Regions from separate parts of the Mus musculus genome. Here regions 2, 3, 4, 5, 6 and 7 are each linked to region 1. Evidence: chromatin contacts called from public Hi-C and HiChIP or PLAC-seq data. All regions are on one chromosome and are shown on one strand. The core of a region is the stretch at or near the end of the contact, and the rest is flanking DNA. Distances in the headings are between cores, read along the strand shown.

Region 1 (3,544 bases), core at 114-2,613:
TTATGGGGTAAAGAAATGAAGAGGGGATGACGCCTTCAGTTCCAGTAACCCTCTAAAGCCAAGCTCTCTGCCCTGGAGGGTGGAATGGGAACACCTCTTACACTGCCCTGGGGTGCACCCGAAGTCTCTTTCGGACCTTGCTCATCCGGGCAGTGTTTTCTGGACCCAGGCTGCAGAAACCTCAACGCCACTAGGGGATGCAGTGACTCAAAGGACGGAACAGGGCCGCAGAGGTTGGAGCCCGTGGGGCGGGGCGACTGCGGCCCGGTCGTGGTATCTCCCGATGATTGGTCCTTACAAATGGCCCCGCCCTCGTCCGCCCAGCCTCTCTACTGGGCGTCTTCCAGCCTCTCTCCTGTGTCAGCTTGCGGCCCTCCCACCAGACCCTGTCCCAGAGACCCAAAATGTCCAGGGAAGTTGCGGCTGGGTCCACCCCGGAGGTCAGGGTTGGATATTATAGAGGGGACCGTTTTCCTCGGGTGAAAGCAGAATAAAGTAGCACCCCGAGCTAGGCGAAGAGAAAAGTTAGGCTATCGCAGCAAAGATCAAGTTAGTTGTACACGGTACTTCGGGGACCAGTGAGCCTAGGTCTCGCTAAGCCAGCTTTTTATGCATCGCGTTGTCACTAAGGTCAAAAGCACACATTGATGATATCATTAGATCCGAAAAAGACAGCTGCAACAGCTGACGCTGTTCGTTCTGGAGAGGTTTGGGAAAGCAAGCAGAGACCATAACAATAACGCGGGCGTCCGAATCAAAGCCCAGGTCCTCCGCGCGATTCAGCAGCCTCCCGGAAAGCTGGTTCGGAGGCAAATCTTCAGTTACTTCGCCATGAAACTTTTCTAATCTGTTTTACATGCACATAGCCCCTAAGCTGATATAAACTGAAAAACGTTCTGGCTTGAATCCTAATTTAAAAGTTTGCTCATTTTTAAAAAAGTATCGAAAAGTCTGCTTATGGAAATTAGCTTTATGAATGGGGCAGCCGGGTTTCACTCGTACGGAATAATCTACTGAGCCCGAATGAATCGGCTTTGCTACATTTAAAGGGCCAGAGAGCGAATTCCCTCCTGCCTGTCCCCTCTGCCCCAAGCCCGGGCGGGCCTCGCCCACCCTGCCCGCGGCCCCTCTGCCCTAGGCGGCCCTTGGCGGCGCCCCTTTCCGGTCAGTAGAGGGGCGGGAGGAGGGGCGGCGGTGTGCCGGGGTGGGTGGGGGGGATGGGATGGGGGTGGAGGTGAAGTCCTGGAGCGGGTTTGGGTTGCAGTTTCCTTGTGCTGAGGATCGTGTCCCCTCCTGCCAGCGCCAGGCTCCTCCCCCTCGGCGCGGATGACACTAGAACCTCCTTAAGTTGCGTCGCGCCACAGCTGTCTGCGAACACTGAGCTGCCTGGCGCCGTCTTGATAGTTTCAGAAAGAATGCATTCCCTGTAAAAAAAAAATACTGAGAGAGGGAGAGGAGAAAGAGAGAGAGACTGAGAGAGCGAGACATAGAGAGCTACGCAATCTGACCGGGCAGGTCACACGCCTCCTCCTCCTCCTCTACGCTCCTTGCTACTCAGGTTGGTATTGTGACTTGTGACTTTTTTTTTTTTTTTAAGTTTGATATCACTCCCTCCTCTTGGAGGGACTGTTTGTGTGTGTGTGTTTGGGGGTTTGTTTGTTTGGTTTTTTGTAAACTAAAAGCTCAGCTTTCTCCTTTTGGAGGATTTGTAGTGGTTGGAAAGATCCTGGGGCCGGTGTCCTCCAGGGAGGACTTGTCCCCAAGTTTTAATTGCTTAGTCAGTCCTGGGCTCCTGCGAGCCTGGCTGTCGGAGGTGTGCTGCGGAGCTTGGCTTCTTTCCCTCCGGGTCTTCGCGTGCGTGTGCACGTCCCGGGTGAGTCGGCCCTGCAGGAAGCTTGCGAAGACCTAGTGCCCTCCAGAATTTCAGGTGTTAAAAGTTCTTACACCTCATTCAGGTCTCTCTTTCTCTCCCTTGCAGGTGATCGGAAGAGCAACCGTCTCTGAGCGCCAAGGAATCAGTGTGCAGTGTGGTCACACTCGGATTCCTCTCTCCCTCCTTTTTTTTTTTTTTTTTTTGACCCCTTTATTCCTCCGTGTCTGCTTTTTTTTTGGGGGGGGGGATCGCCCTCATTCTTTTCTTTTTCTTCTTTCCCTTCCTTTCTTTTGCTAAACTATCCCGCAAAGATTTTTCTTTCCTCCCTAAACCCTCCTTTTTGCTCTCCTTTTCTATACCCTTAACTGCAAACAAACCATTAAACGACCCCTCTCCTGGGCCTCCGACGGCAGGAGTCCGCGGACCTCCCAGGCCGACAGCCCTCCCTCTACCCGCGAGGGTTCCGGGCCGGGCGAGAGGGCGCGAGCACAGCCGAGGACATGGAGGTGACTGCGGACCAGCCGCGCTGGGTGAGCCACCATCACCCCGCGGTCCTCAACGGTCAGCACCCAGACACGCACCACCCGGGCCTCGGCCATTCGTACATGGAAGCTCAGTATCCGCTGACGGAAGAGGTGGACGTACTTTTTAACATCGATGGTCAAGGCAACCACGTCCCGTCCTACTACGGAAACTCCGTCAGGGCTACGGTGCAGAGGTATCCTCCGACCCACCACGGTGAGTCCACCTTGGCGCTGGAACCTTTTGGATCCGCGTTTGTTTTCCTGGGTCCACGAGACCGCCAGAGACCCTGGCTGGGCAGAGCAAGCCAAAGCTCCTAAGTGTGTTACTAGTTCATTTAAAAAAAGTATCGGGGGCCCGGAAATGGGCGAGGAAGCAGTGTCGCTGGTTGGGAGAGTTCTTCTTTTTTTCTTTTTTAAATAAAAGAGCGCACGTAGCAGGCACCTCTCTTTGCCGGTGTCCTTGGGGCCAGGCACACTCACCTGGCAAGCGCCGAAATGCAGTCCTGGTCCACACGAGGTTGTAGATTTTGCAGCCAGGGAGAAATCTCAAGCGCTGCCTGCAGGCGCCGAGCCTTTCAGGCCGGGCAGCAGTGCGGGCCAGGCCGGCCTGGAACTGGGCTCCCCCGAAGGACTTCCAGCTTCTTGTTAGCCGGTGAAGGGGTCTTTCGCCAGAGCCTTGCGTTTTGTTTCTCCATTTATATTTTCAGAAAAGGCCCAAATACGTGCATTTCTTTCTATTTCCTTTTGCTCTCCACCCTCAAAAGCTAGTGCATTTGAGTTTTAGGCGTCCTACCTACCGGTGGTGTGAGGAAGAGACTCTGGTGGTTGCCACGGTCCAGGGAGAGGAAAGCCTTAAGCTGAAGAGAAGTCGGGTTTGCTTAGACTCCCGGCTACACAGAATTTTCCTACGTCTTTGCTTTTAGTTTACTTACCAGCAATCCTGGCCGACTTTTCTCCTCCGGCCTACTGGAGTTTCTTCAGGCTCCTCAAAGATTTAGGCTACATCAAAGTTTCTTTTTAAGTAGGAGTGTTTCCAGTTGCCGCCTCCCCCTAACCATTCACCTTGAAAAATTTAGGGGAGTTCTGAGGTGTGTAAAGAAGAGAAAAAGAAAGAAACCCAACCTTGTGTGGTCGAGACAGGAGACTC
Region 2 (3,491 bases), core at 300-2,799, 300 kb after region 1:
GGACTGGGCCGAGGAGACTTGAGTGTCATTGATGGATGCTAATTAAGCCACGCAGGAGTAACCTTCTGGTCTTCACTTCTGTCCTTATCTCCCAAAGCAGATCTGAGGCTGAGGTCAGGGCCAGTCCTATCCAGACTGAGAACATGACAACTCTCTTCTTCCCAAGGTCCTCTTGACTTAATACTTCTTTTCATGTTGGTTTTGAATTCTGATCCTAGTTTGAATGTGTTTATAATCCATGACATCTAAGAGGTCATCTTCTGGGTCAGCCTCTATCGTAGTGATGCTGAGAATCTTTGTTTCCTTTTGGATTAAAGATCAGCCCACATACCTCTGTTTTCTTCTTGGTAGATAGTTCTGAGCTCTGATTAAAAAGAATCAACTACGTTTTCAGCAATATCTTTTAAAACAAGGACTGCAAGGTTGCTTACACACTTTTCATAGAAATATTAATTACATTAATTTAAAGTTTATTCTATATTTATGTGCTGGAGTAGAGGTCTATGGGTAGAGTGCTTTCTCTGCAAGCATGAGTTTGGATCTCCAGCACCCATACACAAGGTGGGCACAGCAGCCTTCACGGTAACAGCACTGAGGGCACAAAGATAGCAGATCCTGGGAGCTCACTGACCTGCCAACCTTGAAGAAATGGCAAGGTCCTATTTCAGTGAGAAACCCTATTGTAAAAAAAAAAAAAAAAAAAAAAATTAGGTGCAGAGTGAGAAAGACACATATGAGCTGTCTTTGGTCTCCAAAGGCACCCATAGTTGAATGTGTACACACACACACACACACACACACACACACACACGTGTGAGAGTGCATACATACATGCACATACACAGATGCACACAGACACACACAAACACACATATACACATACACAAACACACACACATATACACACACAGATACACACAGGCACACACACTTGAACACACATATAGGAACACACACACACACACACACAGATGCACACAGGCACACAAATACATATAACATGGGCACATGCATATATATACACAGACATGACACATGCACACACTACAAACTACACACAGAAAAATACTAAAAAAAATCAACATATATTATTATAAAGTTATTATTTTGACCGTTAGCATACAACCAATTGGCAACATATTATGGGAGTGGGATGATTAAGTTGCACTCAATTCCATGCCACATAAGAAGGAGTTTTGGGCCCACCCCCTCACCCTGCCATGTACTCACTCACTCACTTCCCACTGAGAGAACTGACAAGTCACTGAGAAATGACAAGTCACTTTACCCTGTACTTGCTTTAGTCAAAATGAAAAGCACTTCGAAGAAAGGGTCCTGGGTACAGAGGCTGAGGGCGAGTCCTCAGGCTTTCTGCTGCCTCCCTGGAAACCCACAAGCTTGGCCTTTACCTTAGATGATTCTACCTTGACAGAGATGATTAAAAGCCCGCCTTACATAGAATCACTTTCTTCAACATTTGCGCAGTGGTGATCTTGTGCTTTGGGGTTTTCCTCAGTGTTTCCATTAAGTTACACATCTGTGCCTCCTCCCTTTGACCTCTCTGCACTGGAAAGAAATAAAACACCCCACATTAGCATAACTCCCCAACCTGACAGGTAGCATTTAGCCACTGATTTATAGTCTCTAGCCTACATTAGTTTCCATCTTCCATCCCTTCCCCACCTCATGCAGACCCTGTGTGCTTTGTCAATGCTCACTTGTGTGTGTGTGTGCCCGTGTGTGTGCGTGTGTGTGTGTGTGTGTAATGGATGTGAACCTAACCATTAACTTCACATCTCTGGTTTAATGCAGATACTTTTGTTAAATGACAATATAATTACCAGTCATCGGCAAACCTCAAAAAGGTTGGGAGGTTTGGTTCAGTTAAACACCCAAGAACTCAGATCCTTATCTGACATTTACCCCTCGATTTTGGCAGGCCCAGGCTGGCGAACTCTCAAGGTAGATCCACTGTGTGAGATCTCTGTCAGCAATTCTGTTGTTCACTCCCCAATATCAGTTCTTCTAACCTTCAGGCTTGGTCAATGGAGCCCAAAACACAACCACTAAAATGTAAAGAAAATGTTGTCCCCATCCAGTTGAGGTGAAGAAAGTTTCCAGGAAGACATAGAAAGCAACATCCTAAAAATCATGGTAGAGGAAAACCTGCTACCATTTTTGTTTTGTTTTGTTTTGTTTTGTTTTGTTTTGTTTTGTTTTGTTTTGGTTTTTTGCTTAGCTCAAAATGTTCAAAGCTGCAAAGTTTTTGAGAAGTTTGGACATCAGGTTGGGGTGGTGGAGAGAAATTGCTGAGGGTGAGAGATAACTCGGAGGTGTGTGTGTGTGTTTCCTAGGAAAAGTGTTAATGTTTAAACACCTTTTGGTATGCTGAGGCAAGCCAGTGGGTAATGTACTTTTAAAAAAGAGGTTAAGATATTGTCAGCCCTGGTGTTTTGTGTTAGGTTTAGAAGGTATGTGTTGCATCAGTGGTGGTTTTTCCAGTTTTTCCTTCTTCTGAATGACTGTTTTGTTGTTTTGTTTTGTGTCTTTTTGTGTGTTTCCTGAAATGAGAATGGCCTTAACTCTTAGGGCACATCTACCCATGACTTAGAGAAGTGATATTGTCTCCTGTGTAGTTTTGGATGGTCAGTGCCAGAAATAGGCACAGCTCCAGAGTCTGTATTTGGTATGGAACTCTTAGTATCTGTGTGGCACTGTGTGATCCCTTACGGAGAAATCCAGCCTTGAAATAAAAACGCTGCATTTTTGAGATGTTAGAGCATATTGTAGTGGGAGGAAAACTCTCTCAATCTCTCTCTCTCTCTCTCTCATCCTCCTGGTTTGCCCCAGTACTCGTCTTTTTAGTTGGGTGCTGGGTATGGAACTTGGTCCTCATGCTAATGAGCCAAAGATCATACCAACCGAGTCACTCCCTCAGCTTGAATCAAAACTTAAAAAACACACTTACTTACTTCATACTGAATTTATTACTATGTCATATGTCTTGGTTTCTTCAGTTTCCTCTGGAATATCTTTTTTTTTAAATATTGTTTTTTGAGTTTATAGTATAATTACCCCATCTCTTCTATCTTATATACCACCAAACTTTCTCTCCCATGTAACATCCCTTCCTGCTCTCTTTAGAGGCCTCTTTTCTTTAATTGCTTTACACACACACACACACTCACTCATAAACATAACTACAACATGTTCAACCCATTTACACTGTTACTTGCATGTATGTTATCAGGGTTGACCACTTGATATGGGATTTCTTTTTACCCCCGAGCATCCTCTTTTTCTTGCTTAGGAACACTTCCTGTGTCAGTGAGGATTGTCCCAATATGGCAGGGGGTGCGGGGTCTGTGTATAGGTTGATCTGATGCTGTGCTCTATGAATTCAATTGCGCATCTTGAGTGTTGTGTTCACCGGAGAGATGTTCAATGGCTCGAGCATGTATACCTAAGTCCTTAAGTTAAGATTACTCTGA
Region 3 (3,242 bases), core at 594-3,093, 470 kb after region 1:
CTGTGGGGTTTCTTTGGACAGATACTTGTTCCTCTGCTGCAACAGATTATTTTTTTCTCCCATTGAGGCAATCTGATTATAAGTCATTTTTATTAAGTGAGAACTGATTAACATATATTGATATGCTTATGAATGCTCTTAGCATTTTATGAATATTTGTTGAGCATCTATAATGTTTTAGGTGACAGGTGCTTAGCAGCCAAAGCCTGGTTTATGAATGCATATATTATGATTAGTGCTCTATATAGGTATAAAATGGTTGTGAAGTTCTTTAAAACTTTTAATAGTAGAAACTCACTGTTCTCTGTAGTGTTCTTTGAATTCTACTTTGATAGTTTTACTATAAGGTACTTCCTAATAGCACCTATGGAGACACACAAAATCCCACTTATTTTATTCCTTTAAATCAGATGAATTAGACCCTGGGGAGACTGCTCAACTAGTAAAGTGTTTGCCTTGCAACCATGAGGAGCTGAGTTTGATCTGCTCAACCCATGCTAAAAAAGAAAAAGAAAAAGAAAGTGGCGCACACTTGTAATTCCCATCCTAGTCAGGCAGATACGTGGGCTTTGCTGGCCCGCCAGCCTAACCTACTAGCCTCAGGCCTGTCAAGGACACTCTTTCAGAATAGTCAATCAACTAATGGTGGATCGATCCTAAGGACTGATACCTGAGATTGTCTTCTGGCCTCCATATACATGCACATACAGATGCAACATCACCCAGAGGAACATATGTGCATGTACACCAACATGAACATAAAATCACATAGACAAGCTTCATAGAGTCGGACATGCCTGTAATCCAAGCATGTGAGGGAAAACATCAGAATGATTACAAGCGCAAGGCTCACCTGGGCTGCTTAGAGAGACACTGTGTCAAAGAAAAAGCAAACATCAACACCCCAAAGGACACAAACATCTTGGAATGGAATTAGAAGTTCCAAGGAAAGCAGTAAATGCCCAGGAGATCTTTTATGATATGATATTCAGGTCTAGATCAATCAGGTATGCAGGACTTGTTGATTGAAGGGCCAAGCCAAAGGGCAGGGTGTATGAAAGTGCAGAACCTTAGAGGCTAGGCGGTAATGAACGGCCATGATGAGGAGGGAGAGCCAGGAAACACTGTGAAGAGGGAGAATACAGGTGAGATATAAGGACAAGAGCAAAGGAGATAAACTCAAGTGCAGTCAGTTTTTTGGTTACCTGACCTTGATCCTTAGATAGGTCAGATCTCTTACCCATGGTGTTGGTACAGCAGAAAGGGATCTCTGCAGATCCTTTGGAAGAGACTTTGAGAGACCAAAGTTGATCCGTTGTTCTAGTTTCCCCTGGAAACATAATGTGACAGACATGTTATTGCATGTGAGCCAGTAGCTTCTACTTTGTCTTACACATACATGTTGAAATATCGACCAATTTTGTAATTATTAAATATGATCAAGTTTAGCCTTTTTGCCGCTGATTAATTTATTTATAATCTCAGGATTACACCTTGGCTCAGACTTTGCAATATAATTTTGAAGCACAAAATGTGACGTCTATAAAACACGAACTTCTTGCAGTCAGGAAGGTCAATCTTATATATTATGTCAAGTTTAAAGAAATCAAACACGGACCCTCCAACCTCCGCCCCACTTTCTAAATGTAGAGCTAGAGAAGTATTTTGCTGAGGCTGAGTGCACACCCCTTGGTAGCATGGGTTTGTAATTGAAACGTTGACACGACCTTAAAGCATCACCGTGCGAGCAGTGTTATTCTAATAAATCTTGTCCCTAATCCTCAGAGAGGACCTAAAGAAGAGATTTGCTTTCTGTATCGGCTTTCATTTACTGAAAGGCTTCTGAAGATAAAGCTCATAAACTATGGAGGGACAGATACAATGTGGGCTAAAGGGTTAAAGGGCCAGAGGCAGCTCTGTAATTCTCAGAAATGGGCAGCAGATGTTGTTTGACATTTTGAAGCACAGTTTCCTTCTCCTCCACGTACTTTCTTTGGCTATCACGCTTTTCAAGGCAAAGATGTATTACTGTACATGGGAATCGCTTGGCAATGAGTTTCCTGCTTAGACTACAGAGGGGCCTAATATTAAGACTAATTTTTATTTAATGCAGTGTCTTTTCACATAAATGGAATCACAAATTGCATTTGAAAAGCGAATGGCCTCGGTAGAGTTTATCATGAAACTCGGTGAATTAAATCACACCTTATAAAAAAAATGAGTAAATATAATTGGAAGGAAACATTGCTTGAGCCTAGGACTCTCCTACATATTAATTTTGGTTGCTAAGGGAACTGCCCCGGTTTGTGCTGACTTCAGGTAAACTCTGTGCAGATAAACACCTGCAGCTTCACACCTGCAGGCACACGTTGGGATGAGGACTTGGTTTTCTGTTTCACGAGAGAGTGGTGAGAAGGATGTGGTGATGGTAAATGATTAGTACGTGGGATAGACCATCTCGGTGGGTAAGATTCGAGATGAAACTGGGCACCCAGAGCCCCAGGTTGTCATCAGCTGGAAGCTTGCAAGGCAAGTGGAGAGTTAGCTTCAAGCCGATGGTTGGATGAGAAGGAATGAAACCAGCAACAAGGTGGACGTACTCCAAGCTGGGGGAGAGGAGACATGTTTGTCTCCTGAGTGTGTAGCTCAGCATTGCTAGTGGTATCAGTTTTGGCTTCTCAAAAGATTAAAGCGTGGACCATAGTGGCTGGCTATTTACTGAGACCAGGGAAAACTATTGGTTAACTAAGAGGTAAAGTTAAGAAAGTGGACTGAGTTATGTGACATAGGATGGCTGGTGCTGGATGCTTCCCCAAGGTTACATGAAACCAATATGTCAGTTGTGTAAAAGGCATGGATTTTGTATTCTAGTGGAGAAATGAGTTTATTACTTACGACTATGAAAATAAGAACTTTATGAGACTAAAGTAATAAGGAAAAGCAATAAGAAAGCATCTTTCTTAGTTTTCAAGCCACATTCAAATAGCCATTTGACTGAAGTGATAACAGTGGGTTTAAATTAAAAGTGAGAATCTCTTTTTGGGTGGGGGAATGAGGCACAATACCAAATGTTCATTGATTCTGTTTTCTTATTGATGAGGAAATGCATATGCCAACACTGAAGTCCAAGCACAGAGTCTCATTTGAGAAAAATCACCAACCGTTTCCCACCAAATCTGTCTTTCTTTCAGTGCCCTCCCTACCAACCACCTGCTGATCAGGCTACAGAGAAAATGAGATGT
Region 4 (3,240 bases), core at 681-3,180, 450 kb after region 1:
TGACATCACTCTTTATAATTTTTGTACTTAAAAAGAAAAAAAAAATAGAGAAGCTTCCAAAAGATATAGAACTCGTGTTGGATACACAATGATCTGTTGAGGTCATGCCTATTTTTCACCCTGAGAAAATATTGTTAGGTTTCAGGACCAGTCCTTAAATTGAGTAAAGTCAGAAACTTAGATCATTTTTCCCCTACTGAGGGAGGATTACATCGCTCCTTCCCTGGAGTGCTTATGGCACATGCGCTAGGCGATGTCAGCATGAACCAAAGGGACTGGTAGATGAACTATCCAAAAAGAAGACATTCAATTTCTCTGCAGACTGAGGGCACTCTTATCTAATTGCAAGGAATTATAAGAAATGGGTGTGTTTGCACCCATACACATTCACGACCATGCAAAACAGTGCACACATCTTACTTACAAAATTCTAAATAGCATGGTCATTTGGAAGCTACACGGCAATCAAATAACATATCTGTTTAGAAGACCGGGTGTCTAAGAAAGAGAACCAATAAGATGTGGAAATGTTAGCAAGTATGGAAGTGTTCCTATGTTTCGGGTTGTATCTTTGAACCCGGAAGTTCTTCATTTGAACATTTGACTATATAAGAACAAGGATAGATTAAATTTTTAACAGAAATCATACCTGAGGATGGTAGAGCTGGACTCAATGAGAAGTCAGAGGGCAGTTTGCTGTGCATGTGACTGCTTCTATAGGTACACAGGATACCCTTTTAGTAGAAAGCAGGCTGTTTCCAGAGCACAGAGGAAGGTATAGATCTATGAAATAGAGCACTTTAGTGAATAACACTGATTTATCTTTGTGAGAATCAACTATGTCACCTTGAGAGAGACTTCAGTTGCTACCAAAGCTCATCAGCTTTTGACGTAGCAGGTGATGCACAAAGTTCTACAAAATCTAAAATCCCTTCAAGTTTGAAGGGACATCATTAAATATGATAGAAGTGAATCAAGGAATGGTCAGGGAATTTAAATTAACTCAGATCCAGAAAGGAGTCAGGAAGCAGTGTCAAGATGCTTAATGCTTCTTGATGTCCCCTTCTGACAGCCCTTCGGGATTCCCCATGAAAGGTGGAGAGCAGGAAGTTATTTTCGAGTTAAAAAATGGCAATCAGATTAAAGAGATTAGATGATACACATTAGAAACTAAAAAGCAAACAATGTGTCAGGAAGCATTATTTCTAATCGGGAGTTTCTGGCACAAGGTGCCTGTTCTCTGTTCCCAAGCTCCCTTCTGTTTCCTCCTCCAGAAAGGACTTCGATTCCCCAGCAACACAGCGCACAGCTGGGCTTCGCATTCCCTTTGCAGCGGCTGCTTCATCTGAAATGCTGGTAGTATTTGTCAGCCTGGAAGTGTCTTGAGGCTGCTTCTGAGAGATACAAGGAGGCAACTGATAAGAAGCGCATCAGAAGGGCAGTTAATTGCCTCCAGTCTCTCGGTGCCGGGAATATTTAAAATCTATGGGATTAAAGGCAGATTAAAAACTGTGGAAGCAGGGGCCCAATAGCGCTGAAAGATTGCAATCAGCGAGGGTAATGGCAGAGAAAAAAATGAATGTGGCACATAAAATGACAGATAGGAAATTCAGATCCGCTTCTAATGCTCCAAGTTCCATCTTGTAAGCACAATTCATCTACGTGTAAATCATTTTTTGGCTTCAAGCTTATCAGCCAATCGGTGAATTAAAAATGCTCTTTCCTTGGAGGATTAGAGGGGTTGATTGAAGTCAGTGTGAAAACTGGCTAATAAGTCTGGAAATGTCAGGAGGGGGTTCAGAGGAACTCCGGCTACTTTTTTTTCTCTCTCCCTCCCTTTCCCTCTCTCTCCCTTTCCATGCTATGAAATAAGGAGTTTGCAAGGCTGCAGACTTCTGTTATTTTGACGAATGCTTTTGTGTCTTCTTGGGGTGAGAACACTGCAGAACGGGAGTGCTTGCGTTTGTAGGGTGAATAAGGATAATAGCCACGAAGACACACAGGTGGGAAACCATGGATGAATATGGCTACTTCTAGAAACCAGTTCTCCAAAATCCTGGGCCTGTGATTCTATTTTAAGCTGTGCCATTATGAGGAGGGGCATATTATTTTGTGATTCTACTGATTTACCCGAACAAATGGTATTTGGGGGAGGGGAGGGTCATGGGTTAAGTGTGTTCTTGCTTAAAATTCAAAGACAGGATACCTCATGTACTTTCTTTCTCAAACTGATGGAATGGCAGGGAGGGCGCCTATTCCCTATGCTAAAGACTAGTCTAAGTCGATCATGTTGACTGACTTTTATTTTGGTGGGGGGGATAGGTGGCATCGGTTAGGAGATTTCAAACCAGCTTGTGGTGTTAGCACAATGTCAGCTGAGGAAACTTGGTGATGATTTCAAGATTTGCTCAGAAGGCTGGCTCACCAAGGTTAAGGTTTTCATTTCATAGGGCTGGTTGAAAGAGGAAATTCCCAGCAGAAGCACCACACTGAGACTGCAGGATGCTGAGAAGAACATTTTTATGGTTTTTATGGTTTTTATGGTTCATAGTCTACATTTTTCTCTCTTCTTCTCAGAAGAGTTTGGCATTTCCTTCACATTAAGTTTCATGTCTTCAGCTATGACTTTTATGTCCAGGATACCCCAGCAACTTTAAGAGGTCAGTTCCATGTGTCCCATTTCGTAGAAAGGTAGCTGAGGAGACCCCAAGTATGTTGGTCAAGGTGATCTAGGAGGAATAGGAGATTCAAAACTAGCTCTCTTTTTGGTGCCATAATTTTCTATTCCTTTTGCCTTTTGAAGAGTATACCTGCATTTGTTGGCATTCATGTGCAACACACACACACACACACACACACACACACACACACATCCTCATGTGTTGAATTCCTGTTGATGGTCTTGAGATAAAGAGTGACTAGATATTGGAGCTTGATGCATTACAAAGTAAAATTACCAATCCTAGGGCATTAATTCAGCCCTGGTGTTGGTTAATTTTCCATTCTATTAAAAAAGGTCAGTTTATAAAGGTTTGTTTGGGCTCTTAGTTTTAGAGGTTCCAGTCCATGGTTGGTGGAATCCATTCTTTTGGGGTCTTAAGGAAGAAACACATGATGAGCACTGTCACTTTCAAGGACATAGCCATGCTACCTCAAGATATCTACTGAGGCCTTGAATCTTAAAAGCCCCACTAGCTTCCAAGAGCTACCCTGGGAAACAAACTTTTATAAAAAGCTTTT
Region 5 (3,492 bases), core at 78-2,577, 360 kb after region 1:
TCTTAATAGTTTGGCTAGGCTGGTAGACCAGCAAGCCCTAAGGATCTGCCTGTTTCCGTTCCCCAGCTCCGACATGGCAAGCATGGACTGCCATGCCTTCCATTTTACTCGGCTGCTAATTATCAGGCACTAAAGAGCTGGAAGCTTGGGCTTCTTTCAGTTTAATTTAGTTGATTTGAACGAAGACATGTTGGTTCCAGCCAAATGTTCAATAATAGCTACAAATTTAGAAGAACAGGATCCCCCTTCTACTACTGAATCTACAACAACTTGTCTAATCCAGCCCTCTACAAGCTACTATTCACCAGGTAGCCAAGGGACAGCCTTTCCCCTGGATGACTGTCATTGTGGATTTAGCCTTCTTGGTTTTCTTAACCAATTGATGACAGAATCAGTTTTTCTCCTGTTTGTCTACTGTGCAGACTCCAGAGGATTGGTGGGAAATAAGATATACTTTTATTTTTTTAAACCATGAAATCAACAGGCAGAAAGATACTCCTTTTTGATATTTCTGTTCAAATCACAGGTGACCCTTGTCCAAGTTAGAGTTTCAGGAGCCTGGTGGCTACCTTCCAGAAGGACAGCTGTGCTTGTCAGAGGGCCATAAAAGGTGGGACCAGGCTGAGCTGCCGTCTCCCAAGGATGCCGAGGGCTAGCCAGAGGTGCTTGCTCCTGTCCTAGTTCTTGCCTGTCCTTTAATGGACACGTTTGCTCAACTGACTTTCTAGGCCAGGGTTCCTAAAGTTTTGCTTTGCAGTAGAATTAATTTAAATAGGTGGTGATGGTAGAGGACGAGTCTACAGGGGGAAAGAGCCCATCATCTTTAATTTCTGAATGCTTCTGGCATCTTGAAGAAACATATAACTTTGAAGAAACCCCAGTGGCATTAAATGATGCATTATGACTTCATCCACATCTTTTCTACTGGGCATGAGAGATTTCTTTCTTCCCACAGTATGGAAGAGTCAGTTGCTTTCAGCTTGGCCCTCCAGGAAACTCAATTAAATTGTGCTAGGCAGTATTCTTTTCTATTTTGTTGGAAATTTCATTTGTGAGTTTGTAGTTGAAGTACTGGTCCCATAGGGGCTCTGGGTACTCGTATAACTTTTATTTAATTTAAAGTTAAAAACTATTCTGATTTTTTTTATTATAAATTGGTGGTATAAGCCTTGACTCTTTCTAGTGTATTTTTTGAAACTTTTAGTTTCAGTTTGGAGTTTACCTTTCAAGCCACACACTCATTTCCCTGTGGTTCACACTACCTTTGTGGTGGCTGGGATGTTACTCTAGTTGCCTTGGCAATGCGAAATATTTGCAGGAAATAAAACAAACCTCTTAGGTTTTTTTTCTTCACTTTACAACAACAAAAACCAGTGAATTCAGTACATACCTTTCAGAAGTAGAGATGGATTCTTTTTTTTTTTTTTTCCATCCTGCCAAACAAGAATGGATAGCTGTATGCTTTTTACTTTCTTAAGAAGAAGGGGCTGGCAAGATGGCTCAGTGGGTAGAGTGCTTTCTGCTCAAGCAGGAAACCCTTTCTGTCTCCAACACCCACATGAAAAGTCAAGCGAGTGATGTATACCTGTTTCTCCAGTGCTGGGAAGCAGAGGCAGGAGGATCCCTGGAGTTTGCTGGCAGCTTAGACAAATAGGGGAGTCCCAGGAGTCTGTCTTAAAAATAAGGTAGGCGGTGGGTCTCTGCATCTGTTTCCATCAGAGAAGAGGGAGAAGGAATGGAGGGAAGAGCTCTATGAGGGGAGGGAGGACTGGGAAGAGCAGGAGGGCTGATATTGGAATATAAAGTGAATAAGTTAATTAATTAATGAAAAACTAAGGTAGGGGTTGTTGTGAGATGGGGCCTGCTGTCAAGGCTGAGCAGCTGACTTCTGTCCCTAGGTGTCCTATGATGGCAGGAGAGAACTGAGTCCCCCAGTTGTCCTCTAACTGCCATGTGTCACGCCCATAGCCTCACCCACCTACTCACACCCACAGGCAATAATGGTGGCTTACCTCATCTCCTGGGTTAGCTGAGAAAGGCCTCTTTGCCTCTTCCTCCTTCTCTCCTTCTCCCTCTGTTGTCCTCTCTATAGTTCAAAGAAGTTGAGGAATTCCAGTCAAGCAAGAATGGGCGGAAGTGAGATCCAATTTTCCTGATTTGATCAACAAAGCCAGGCAGATGGATTAGCGGAATGATCAGCAGTATGACTGATTTGAGCTCTCTGATCCTGCAAGCCGACCTGCCTACTTAACCTCTTAGAGTTTTCTGTCTCCTTCTAAAATGCAAATATAGTCATTGATGAGTTAAATGAGAGCCATCCTGACATTACAGTTATGGGCTTGTAACTCAGTTATTGTGATTTGGGAGACTGAGTCAGAAGGATGGCAAGTTCAAGGCCTACCTAGGATAAGCAATGAGCCCAAGGCCAGCTTGGACAATTTAGTGAGAAACTGTGTCAAGCTAAAAAGCAATATATATGTGGATACAGCTCTGTGGCACAATGCTTGGCCCGTGTGCATGAGGTTCAACATTCAATCTCTTACAGATATAATTTAAAAACTATTAATGTGTCTACCTGGCACAGAAGCTCTCACAACAACCTTCACTGTTACCTACAATCTGTTGAACTGCACAGTGTCACTTCTGTGGGTGCTGCGCCTAGCAGCAGCAACAACAGTTATATAAATCATTAGGAAATCCATTAATTTTCTTTAATCCACTACTCACCACAATTGCTTGATTAAAGGTTTTGTTTGTTTGTTTTTGCTAGTAGCAAAATTATTGAACTAAGGAAATCCTGTTTCTCTTTGCTGGTTGTTTTCTTCAATACCAACTCAAAGGGGAGGTTGAATCATATCTTATTCAACCCCTCTCTCCAGTTATGGCAGGAGGCTCTGTCAGTCCTTATGGAATTGACTAGATGGGTTTGAGACAGATGCTGCAATTTGAAAAACAAAGCAAAACAAAGCTAAAAAGGCACATGCCCACCTGAGAAACCTGGGCAGCATGAACTGACGGCCCGAGGTGGTATGGAGGTGTCATGTCCTCGCCTCTGGTTCTTTATCTTTCTGTAATGGTAATCTGCATATTTTAAGAAAGCTGTGCCCAAAACACGTATCTGATTATCTCCAGATTTCCACATTCTGATGTGACACCATCCGGCTCAATGGTTAAGCGTACTGGCTGCCCTTTGGGGGACCTAGATTTGATACCCAGCACCTTCATGGTGGCTTACAACGGACTAATTCTAGTTTTAGGGTATCCAGTGCCCTCTTCTGGACTCTGGGACACTAGGCATGCCCATCGTGCATGTATGTACATGCAGGCAAAACACTCATACACATAAACTCCAAATAGTTAAGTCAGTAAGAAATAAGAACTGTAGATAGAAGGTGTCCCTCCTTGAAGACAAGGAGGTATTTAAGGACCACTGAAGGGAAGAAGGCATCTGGAGGTCAGCATCAGTCTTGCATAGAACCAAGTGACATGCTA
Region 6 (3,705 bases), core at 166-2,665, 430 kb after region 1:
GTGTGGAACAGAAGAGAAGGCAAAGAACCAGAAGTCTAATTCTGGGACAGTCAAAATCTTGGCAATGTTAGGTCATTTCTATATTTTAAAAGCAAGACATGTTTTCATGCACCCAAGCTACTCTGCTCAGTTGGTACTGAATGTGTGATCATGCATGTCTCTAAAATATCCCCAAAGTGGTACAATGACATGTTGAAAGTTGTCATTACTTCCTCAGTAGATTCCTGTTTTTCCTCTCTCTCAGTTTGGGCCAGACCTAATGTGTATGGGGAGTCTCAATGAAATGGCAATGGTGTACAGAGAATCTTAATTGAATACAGAGAAAAGAATCAAACAAAACACTATGAAAAAACTGTGACTTGTAATAATTTCTGCAAAAATCCAGACCACTGTTTATAAAAAATGAAATAAATGCTTAGCAAACATGATAAAAAATAACATATTTTCCAATAAGCTGCAATTACATTCACATTAATAATAGTATGATGTTGAAGAATATGTGATTCATTATCAAGGGTGTGATCCCACTTATAATCCCCCACTTGAGACACTGAGGCAGGAGGATGGTTGTGAGTTCAAGGTCAACCTGAGTTGACTGACTATGAACCTAGCCAAGCCTACAGAGAAAGATTTTTGTCTTCCTAAAAAATACAAGACTAGATAAGGCAAGAATAACAGAACAACACAAAATGGCACACAAAATAGCAAGGAAAAACTAAGACAGTTAATAGAGATAAAATGGGTTCATTGCTTATGGCCTTCAAAGAGGAATTATATGCCTTATATCATAGCAATGCTTATAAAGCCTTCAAGACCATGTATATAGCAGAATCCAGATATTTTACATATATTTAGTTTATTACTTTTAATTCTTTTACCCAGTGATAACAAATTGTTGTTTGGCCTGAAAATGCCCCACCTTAGGCTTTTCTGCATATTGTTATTATTATTACTAGTAATTATATTAATTATTATCACTATTTTATTAAATAGTAGGTGCTTCCTTAACCATATTTTGCTCAATATTATATATTATTTTATAATTTAAAAATGCTTGGCAATATTGTGGACATTTTCTGATGATCCAGTGTGAGGAACATGCCTGTAAGAAGTCACAGTGGAGTTAATTTGATTACTTAATCGAAGCTCTAATGCTGAAGTATTTCTAATTTGTACTATATGTGTGCACATATATGCAGTTTGAATATTTATTTACACACATTGCTTCTAGATGTCTTTGCAAAGCCAGTCTTCCTTGGATTGTAGACATTTAACACACATCTGTGTTTATCTCTGCTCTGTTGATGGCAAACTCTTAGGAGTTTCCCACCACTGCAGCTTTTCCTGCAACCTTTCCTTAATCTCCCACTGCTTTCCACTAGAGACAAGATGGCTTTGGAGAACCACAAAGAGACAGGCTTGTCTCATCTTTGAATCTTGGTTGGCATATATGATTACTTCCTTAAAATGCTTACACATGGTTTCACTCCTCCTCCATGGGCCCTTTCAGACACACAGCAGTATAGGAAGTGTTCATAATATTTTCTTTAACAGTTCCTTGTCAACAGGAGACAAATTCTGATATGTGAATGCTGCTTGCTCTTTTAATTCGTATCACTTTGACACAAATAAGCTGAACCCTGTTTTGTGTGGGAGAAACCTTCTGTTTTTGTATAACCCTCCTTCTTTCTCTTCTTCCTCCCTCACATCTTCCCTTTCCTCCTCTACCTGCTACTTCTCTTCCTCCCAATCCTCTTCCCAGACTCTGTTTATATATCCCATTCTGGTCTCATAATTATGATCCTCCTGCCTCCACCTCCTGAGTGCTAGGGATACAGTGTTTGCATGTTTGCTATTATGCCCAAGTTATGAATTACATCTTAATATCATGGTCTAGAATTTCTTCTTGAATATTTTTATTTGAAAAGTCCCCATACACTGAACATTTAGCCCATTATTTAAATATTGTATTATTTCATCATATCTTCATTTATTTTCTTTGTAGGATATATGTATACATTATACATTTTAGTGCCATTTAGCTTTTTTTTTTTTTTTTTTAGAATTCTTGTTTTACTTTGATGTTTATCCATTTTAAATTTAAGATTATATAAATATTTATTTATACTTTTGGATTTTTTTCAGATGATGTCTTTCTTTTTCAGACATTAACAAATTTAAACCATGTGGAGTTGATTGTCTTTAAAACATAAAAATGTAATGTTAGGGCTGACTAGGGATGGAGAAGGAGCTTTGGGAGAGAAGATGGAAGAGAAGGGGATGAAGAAGTTTAACACAGAGTTTATGTGTGCATGGAAACATCCCAGCAAATCTCAATGATTTGCTAATGCATTCATAGTTATAATAAAAATCAATTTTATTTAAAGTTTTTTCCCCATGGGTGTTGGTTGAGTCTTGTGCGTGTGCATGTGCATTTGCGTGTGTGTGACTCACTTCTTACTTCAGTATGATTAAGCATTCCCTCTGGCTCTTGTTTTGTAGGCATCATCTCTCAACACTTGACGCTGTCCAAGCCATTTCATATGTCTACTTGCCATGGGTCTTCTTCACAGAGTAGGGAGTTTTGAAAGTAGGAGTTTTTGCTCTCTACTGAATGTCAGTGTCTTGAAAACTCTGACCTACATTAAACAAAACAAAACAAAAACCAAAGCAAAACAACACCTGTATGTGGTTATAGAATTTACAGATAATTAAGCACAATTTAATTTTTGTTCCTTTCATGTTTATATATATGGCCCATACAGAACATGGGGAAAGATAGAATATATGACTTTGTTATTGTTTTGCTGATTTCTATGTAACTAAGCTCACTTTGTGCTCCTTGTGGATTTCTCTTTTTTTCTAAGTGCTAGAAGCCCCAAAGAGGTCCTGTGTCTCATCAAAGTTGGACTGGATATTCTTTTTCTATAGATTGCTAAAGTAAATGATATGACAGAATTTATTACTTTAGATGCTATTAAGATAACCAAAGTAGCAGACACATCGATCTTTCTGTAAAAGGAGGTTTAATTTACCTGCTTTTTGGTTTTCCAAGCTCCTAACAATGTGGCAATATCTTAAGTGAGCATTATCTTATTTCTCTTTAATTTTATTTTCCATAGAAACTATCTTAGGGGAAAATCTGGCAGCTAGTGACACTTCGTTTGGCAGTTGTAGGCTGCATTAGTTTGCTGTCTTCATCTACTGCACTGATAAGAAGCACAGGGAAACATGAGGAACCTGCTTTTTTTTCTGTTCTCCTTTCTCTTCTTTGAGTTCCCCTCCTTCGCAGAAAGAGGTAATGGAGGTCTTCCTTTGCTTGAGAGTGAGAGCAAAATGGAGCTCTTCCAAAGCTGCTCAGTGTCTTCATTGTAGCACTCATAGTGACTCACAAGTCATGAGCACATATAACTCTCCTATTTGGGACACCTGAGAAGAGGAGGCAGGGAGGGGAAAGAGCAGGAGGAGGAGGAGGAGGAAAAGGAAGAGACGAGGGAGAGCGGGAAGAGAAGTAGGAAAGGAGGAGGAAGAGGCAAAGTAACAACAGCAGCAGCAACAACAGCAGCAACAACAACAGGTCAAAGAGAAAGGCACGATTTTACAGAGGGATAGTATTCAGGGGCTGTCTTATCCTGTTGGGAACAGAAAAGTATGGATGTGTAGAAAAATTTAACTCTCAAGGTTAGAAACAAACAATTGTTTTAG
Region 7 (3,556 bases), core at 576-3,075, 400 kb after region 1:
CCTCACCAACTGTCTGTCGTCTTCATTTGAGACTGGTAAGAAAATAGTAGCTTGTGTCTGATGACATAAGATCCAGTGCTGACTCTTAGTAACAGAACAAGAAAGCATTTTGAGCAAAAGAAATCTCTTAACCTCTGGCAGGAAGAAAAATTAAAAAGAAATATGATTACATTGAGGACAGAGGTTGGTAACAAAAGCCACATGAGACATAGATACAGGTGCTCTAACAGTTTTCCTTCTGAAAGATCAGTTCAGTGGTATGGGGAGGTGGGGGAAAGCTTGATTCTTTTTTCTTAATTCAAAGATAGTGGTTATAATCACTCGCAGGGTTAATGAAGGCTGTTGAAACTGAATTTCCGTTGGTGGTTAATCCTCTGCCTTCCCCAGGTTCCTTTTAGACACCTGCCTGACATAGTATGGTCCTAATGTTCCCAAATGCATTACTATGAAGGAGGAACTATCTACTTAGAGAAACACAGGTAAGCTTGGAAAAGATCAAATTCTTGGTCTCTGGGCTTTGAAATCTCATGGCATTTCAAATGTACATATGTATGTGAGCCAGGCCTGCCCAGGAACATGACATAGTGAATGAATGAAGCCACTGCTCTCAGAGTAGGGGAAATTAAGAAGCAGAGAGAAAAATGTGCTCACACTCTGTGGCATTGCCACCTGCATGTGAGGAATCCATAGATTTTCCTTAGGTCTTCACATTTATGAAGTCATGATGTTCTTGCTTGCAGAAATTTTGTCCTAAACCCCAAGGCTAGGTGACTTTAGAAGTGAAACCCAGGGGCCCAGCATCAGAGAGAATTTTGTTCGTACTTTGTCACATGCCCATGAATGACATTTCCTCCCAATTTCACAAGTCTCTAATGGGACTAAATAACTTGTAGAGGGGCCTCTACTACTCTCAGTGGATTTTAAAGGCAAGAAAAAAGTTCTAGGTTTGAATAATTGCATTTTGATGAATGCAAGACTTTCAGGAAATGTGCTGAGCTAGTGGCTATGTGCTTACTGGGGTAAGTAAGTGTGGCAAAGCTTATTGCTACCTTTTCCTTTAGAGCCACCTTTTTCCCAATGCCTTGTCACTCCACCCAGGCCTTTGTTTGTCACCTCTTAAAAAGACCCTCCTTGTCTTCCTATGCTGACTATGACTAGATCCCAACTCCTTTTACCAACAACTTCTGATGACTCTTCATTCTATATTTGGAGTTATATAGAGAAGAGAAGTCAGGGACATGGTTATCATTTTATGCTTATGGGAATCACCTCTTCAGAAACTGGTAATTTCCCAGCCTTCTTGTGACTCTTAGTCTCAAACCAGATCCTTGGTTTCTATTCTGCTTGGTCTGCCACAGGGTGGAGGACCAGCACTGCTTCTGGGTTATAAAGCATGCGCATACAATCCATGCTCCCAAGCCACCAATCCTTCATGGTCACAGGGTCTGAGAGAAGTCACTCACGGTTGTTATAGACAATGAGTGGGGAAGGGATCCTGAGCTACGAAACAGTAGCCATGGGAAAAATGACAGTTTCATTCTCAGGGAGAGCTTTTCAGACGTTTTGTGGTCTTAACCCAAATGTGTGTTGGAGGAAGCCCAATGTGGGAAGGAATCTGGGAAGGAATCCTGATGGAATGCCAAGAGAGGACCCATTCCTAAAGTCACACATGACTGTACACATCTTTGAGCCCATTGGAGACATTTTCAGATGAGGAATTTGACAACTATCAACACTAAGTCGCAGCAGTTTGTTAGACAATGCAGATCCTCCGTCTCCTGACCCTATGGCTCCTTCAGGCTTCAGGTTTTTTTTTTTTTTCCCAAGTGGGAAATATGATCTGTTGAGTAGTCAGGAAAGAATTTCACTGGCAAGTCCCTATTACTCATTTCCCTGGACTAAGATACAAATAAATAGTGTAAGCCTTTTTTGTAAGAAAGGAAACATGTTCTTCTAGTGCTGAAAGCCTAGGATTGCTTTTGAAGGACTTTATTTTCTATATCCAGAAGGACTGCTATTCATCCATCCATCCATCCATCGATCCATCCATCCTCCTCCTCTCCCTCCTCCCTGTCTTCCTCCCCCTAGTTATGGAGCCCTAGCTGGCCTCCAGATCAGTCCTCCTGCTCCAGCTCCCTAAGTGTATTCTCTGTTGGATAGTAGACTTTTAATGCCAGGTTTTAGAAGGTAAGGATAAGGGTCTATCTTGTTAAATGGATTGCTTTATTCAATTTCCTAGTATAGAATGTTAATAGTCATTGTCAACAACTAACTTTTAGGATGTTTCATTGTTAGACTCCCACTTTTCAAGAATTTATCATTGTAATTATCATTATTGGCTTTGTTATTATTAATTATTCTTTCTACTGACAATTATCAGGACCACAGTATCTTCACTGAATATTCTTATATTTTAGCATCTTATTCTGCTCCCTGTCCATATGACACCCACTTGAGCTGTTAAGAGAATACCCTACCAACAAACAATGTCCTATCTCACTCCCCTCACCTAAAAGTCTGCCATCCACGGTGGCATTGGAGGGGATAGTTCAGCAATGAAGAATGTGAATCAATCTTCCAGAAGACCATATTCAGTTCCAAGTATGGAACTGGGTGTCAAATGGCTACAAATGTTTATAACTGTAGCTCCAGGGAATAGATGCCTTCTGCACTAAAGCCTATGTGTTTCCTCCATAAATACTCACATATGCATGTAATTAAAACTAGTAAATAGATATCCCAGTCTAGTGAATCAGCTCTTGGCAGCATTATTTTTTGGTCAAGTTCCTTTACATTCTAGTATTGTGTTTCACTTAGGTTTGACTAAGTAATGAAATCTATAAATTTTGTCAGGACCACAGTATCTTCTCTGAGTATTCTTATATTCTAAGATCTTTTGCTCCCAGTCAATCATTTGCAGCTATTAACACTCACTTGAACTGTTAAGAGAATATCCTATCAAAAAACAGTGTCTAGGTTATGTAATCAAATCTATAAACTTCTAGCTTGGAAGTCCTGAATATTTCTCCCTCTAAAAATCCTACACTTAACTTTATCGTAAGGAATTAATTTCTGAAGAATATAACTTTGTTTTCTATATACACAAATAATTTTTACTCTACCTTCACATCTTACAGAGGTCATTATCTTTAAGTGCAGGTAGTATGTCTAAATTTCTACTTTTTTGACTGCACTTTCATTGTGTTAATATAAGTGATTTCTGTGCCACAACATTATAATATGTAGGAATAATAATAGAGATGTTGAATCCATGGTGTATATTTTGCACTTAGTATTTAGCTTAAATCCCTGAAAGGCAAAGATTAATCCCACCTTAGGCAAGAGACTATAGCTCAGAAAGGCTGTCATTGCTCAAGAACCACACTAGACTCCAGTTTGTGGTATTATTAGATCGATACTCTTTATTGAACAATACGCTGCTTTGTAGTAGAGATTGCATTCATCACCAGGAATAGCACATGCTCCCTCAAGCCCAACATTTGCTCCTGAGGTTTGCCAAAACAAAGTGCTATGCAACCAAAGCCAGAGAAGGAAC

Evidence for each region. Hi-C and Micro-C count contacts between places; a contact is called where the count stands out from the background. HiChIP or PLAC-seq counts read pairs in DNA pulled down with a chosen protein or histone mark.
Region 2: an H3K27ac HiChIP or PLAC-seq map of regulatory T cell precursor shows a contact between it and region 1, with 7 times the contacts expected there. The contact joins the enhancer-like site here to the promoter of Gata3 in region 1. A contact is called at or near these places in 2 of 39 promoter capture datasets (embryonic stem cells and trophoblast stem cells), 1 of 15 datasets of contacts at CTCF or cohesin (CD8 T cells), 14 of 484 Hi-C or Micro-C datasets (CD4 T cells, CD8 T cells, LSK cells and 8 more), 18 of 115 datasets of contacts at active chromatin or transcription factors (CD8 T cells, the SCID.adh cell line, T-cell acute lymphoblastic leukemia and 12 more) and 2 of 9 other capture datasets (adipose tissue and embryonic stem cells).
Region 3: a contact with region 1 is called in an H3K4me3 HiChIP or PLAC-seq map of neural tube, with 4 times the contacts expected there. The contact joins the enhancer-like site here to the promoter of Gata3 in region 1. A contact is called at or near these places in 3 of 39 promoter capture datasets (cranial neural crest, embryonic stem cells and hippocampal neurons), 2 of 484 Hi-C or Micro-C datasets (both in nephron progenitors), 16 of 115 datasets of contacts at active chromatin or transcription factors (the SCID.adh cell line, T-cell acute lymphoblastic leukemia, bone marrow-derived macrophages and 11 more) and 3 of 9 other capture datasets (adipose tissue, embryonic stem cells and liver).
Region 4: a contact with region 1 is called in a Hi-C map of the N1E-115 cell line, with 4 times the contacts expected there. The contact joins the enhancer-like site here to the promoter of Gata3 in region 1. A contact is called at or near these places in 7 of 39 promoter capture datasets (the 3T3-L1 cell line, the HPC-7 cell line, embryonic stem cells and 2 more), 13 of 484 Hi-C or Micro-C datasets (the N1E-115 cell line and embryonic stem cells), 19 of 115 datasets of contacts at active chromatin or transcription factors (the SCID.adh cell line, T-cell acute lymphoblastic leukemia, embryonic forebrain and 10 more) and 1 of 9 other capture datasets (embryonic stem cells).
Region 5: an H3K4me3 HiChIP or PLAC-seq map of the SCID.adh cell line shows a contact between it and region 1, with 33 read pairs. The contact joins the enhancer-like site here to the promoter of Gata3 in region 1. A contact is called at or near these places in 13 of 39 promoter capture datasets (the 3T3-L1 cell line, the HPC-7 cell line, HPC-7-derived erythroid cells and 6 more), 1 of 15 datasets of contacts at CTCF or cohesin (CD8 T cells), 21 of 484 Hi-C or Micro-C datasets (CD4 T cells, CD8 T cells, the MNK3 cell line and 4 more), 19 of 115 datasets of contacts at active chromatin or transcription factors (CD8 T cells, DN3 thymocytes, the SCID.adh cell line and 10 more) and 4 of 9 other capture datasets (adipose tissue, embryonic stem cells, liver and 1 more).
Region 6: a contact with region 1 is called in an H3K4me3 HiChIP or PLAC-seq map of the SCID.adh cell line, with 21 read pairs. The contact joins the enhancer-like site here to the promoter of Gata3 in region 1. A contact is called at or near these places in 12 of 39 promoter capture datasets (the 3T3-L1 cell line, the C10 cell line, cancer-associated fibroblasts and 5 more), 2 of 15 datasets of contacts at CTCF or cohesin (CD8 T cells and the NIH/3T3 cell line), 30 of 484 Hi-C or Micro-C datasets (the C2C12 cell line, CD4 T cells, the G1E-ER4 cell line and 11 more), 26 of 115 datasets of contacts at active chromatin or transcription factors (DN3 thymocytes, the SCID.adh cell line, T-cell acute lymphoblastic leukemia and 14 more) and 4 of 9 other capture datasets (adipose tissue, embryonic stem cells, liver and 1 more).
Region 7: a contact with region 1 is called in an H3K4me3 HiChIP or PLAC-seq map of the SCID.adh cell line, with 48 read pairs. The contact joins the enhancer-like site here to the promoter of Gata3 in region 1. A contact is called at or near these places in 8 of 39 promoter capture datasets (the 3T3-L1 cell line, HPC-7-derived erythroid cells, cancer-associated fibroblasts and 4 more), 1 of 15 datasets of contacts at CTCF or cohesin (the NIH/3T3 cell line), 17 of 484 Hi-C or Micro-C datasets (the C2C12 cell line, Th1 cells, adipose-derived mesenchymal stem cells and 7 more), 24 of 115 datasets of contacts at active chromatin or transcription factors (CD8 T cells, DN3 thymocytes, the SCID.adh cell line and 16 more) and 4 of 9 other capture datasets (adipose tissue, embryonic stem cells, liver and 1 more).

Annotation. Positions count from the first base shown.
Region 1 is chr2:9,876,419-9,879,962 of GRCm38.p6, reverse strand. Gata3 (GATA binding protein 3) reads left to right here and starts at 1,363. Exons shown (of 6, transcript NM_008091.3): 1 at 1,363-1,558; 2 at 1,979-2,611. The coding sequence starts at 2,374.
Region 2 is chr2:9,576,094-9,579,584 of GRCm38.p6, reverse strand. No RefSeq gene overlaps it. Among named protein-coding and RNA genes, the nearest start is that of Gm13218, 15 kb to the left of the region's middle. Within about 2 kb of position 1,549, at least 15 of the 459 cell types and tissues checked have an H3K27ac peak or open chromatin away from gene starts, as enhancers often do. A contact at or near this core is called in CD8 T cells, the SCID.adh cell line, Th1 cells and 4 more, where this site is marked.
Region 3 is chr2:9,407,797-9,411,038 of GRCm38.p6, reverse strand. It overlaps Gm13219 (predicted gene 13219), which reads right to left. Exons shown (of 3, transcript NR_168281.1): 2 at 1,241-1,330. Among named protein-coding and RNA genes, the nearest start is that of Gm13219, 57 kb to the right of the region's middle. Within about 2 kb of position 1,843, at least 2 of the 459 cell types and tissues checked have an H3K27ac peak or open chromatin away from gene starts, as enhancers often do. A contact at or near this core is called in neural tube, where this site is marked.
Region 4 is chr2:9,431,836-9,435,075 of GRCm38.p6, reverse strand. All of the region lies in intron 2 of Gm13219 (predicted gene 13219), which reads right to left. Among named protein-coding and RNA genes, the nearest start is that of Gm13219, 81 kb to the right of the region's middle. Within about 2 kb of position 1,930, at least 2 of the 459 cell types and tissues checked have an H3K27ac peak or open chromatin away from gene starts, as enhancers often do. A contact at or near this core is called in the N1E-115 cell line and neural tube, where this site is marked.
Region 5 is chr2:9,518,071-9,521,562 of GRCm38.p6, reverse strand. No RefSeq gene overlaps it. Among named protein-coding and RNA genes, the nearest start is that of Gm13218, 73 kb to the left of the region's middle. Within about 2 kb of position 1,327, at least 30 of the 459 cell types and tissues checked have an H3K27ac peak or open chromatin away from gene starts, as enhancers often do. A contact at or near this core is called in CD8 T cells, DN3 thymocytes, the SCID.adh cell line and 3 more, where this site is marked.
Region 6 is chr2:9,446,906-9,450,610 of GRCm38.p6, reverse strand. The region is part of intron 2 of Gm13219 (predicted gene 13219); the gene reads right to left. Among named protein-coding and RNA genes, the nearest start is that of Gm13219, 96 kb to the right of the region's middle. Within about 2 kb of position 1,415, at least 1 of the 459 cell types and tissues checked has an H3K27ac peak or open chromatin away from gene starts, as enhancers often do. A contact at or near this core is called in the SCID.adh cell line, where this site is marked.
Region 7 is chr2:9,480,165-9,483,720 of GRCm38.p6, reverse strand. No RefSeq gene overlaps it. Among named protein-coding and RNA genes, the nearest start is that of Gm13218, 110 kb to the left of the region's middle. Within about 2 kb of position 1,825, at least 55 of the 459 cell types and tissues checked have an H3K27ac peak or open chromatin away from gene starts, as enhancers often do. A contact at or near this core is called in the C2C12 cell line, the NIH/3T3 cell line, the SCID.adh cell line and 8 more, where this site is marked.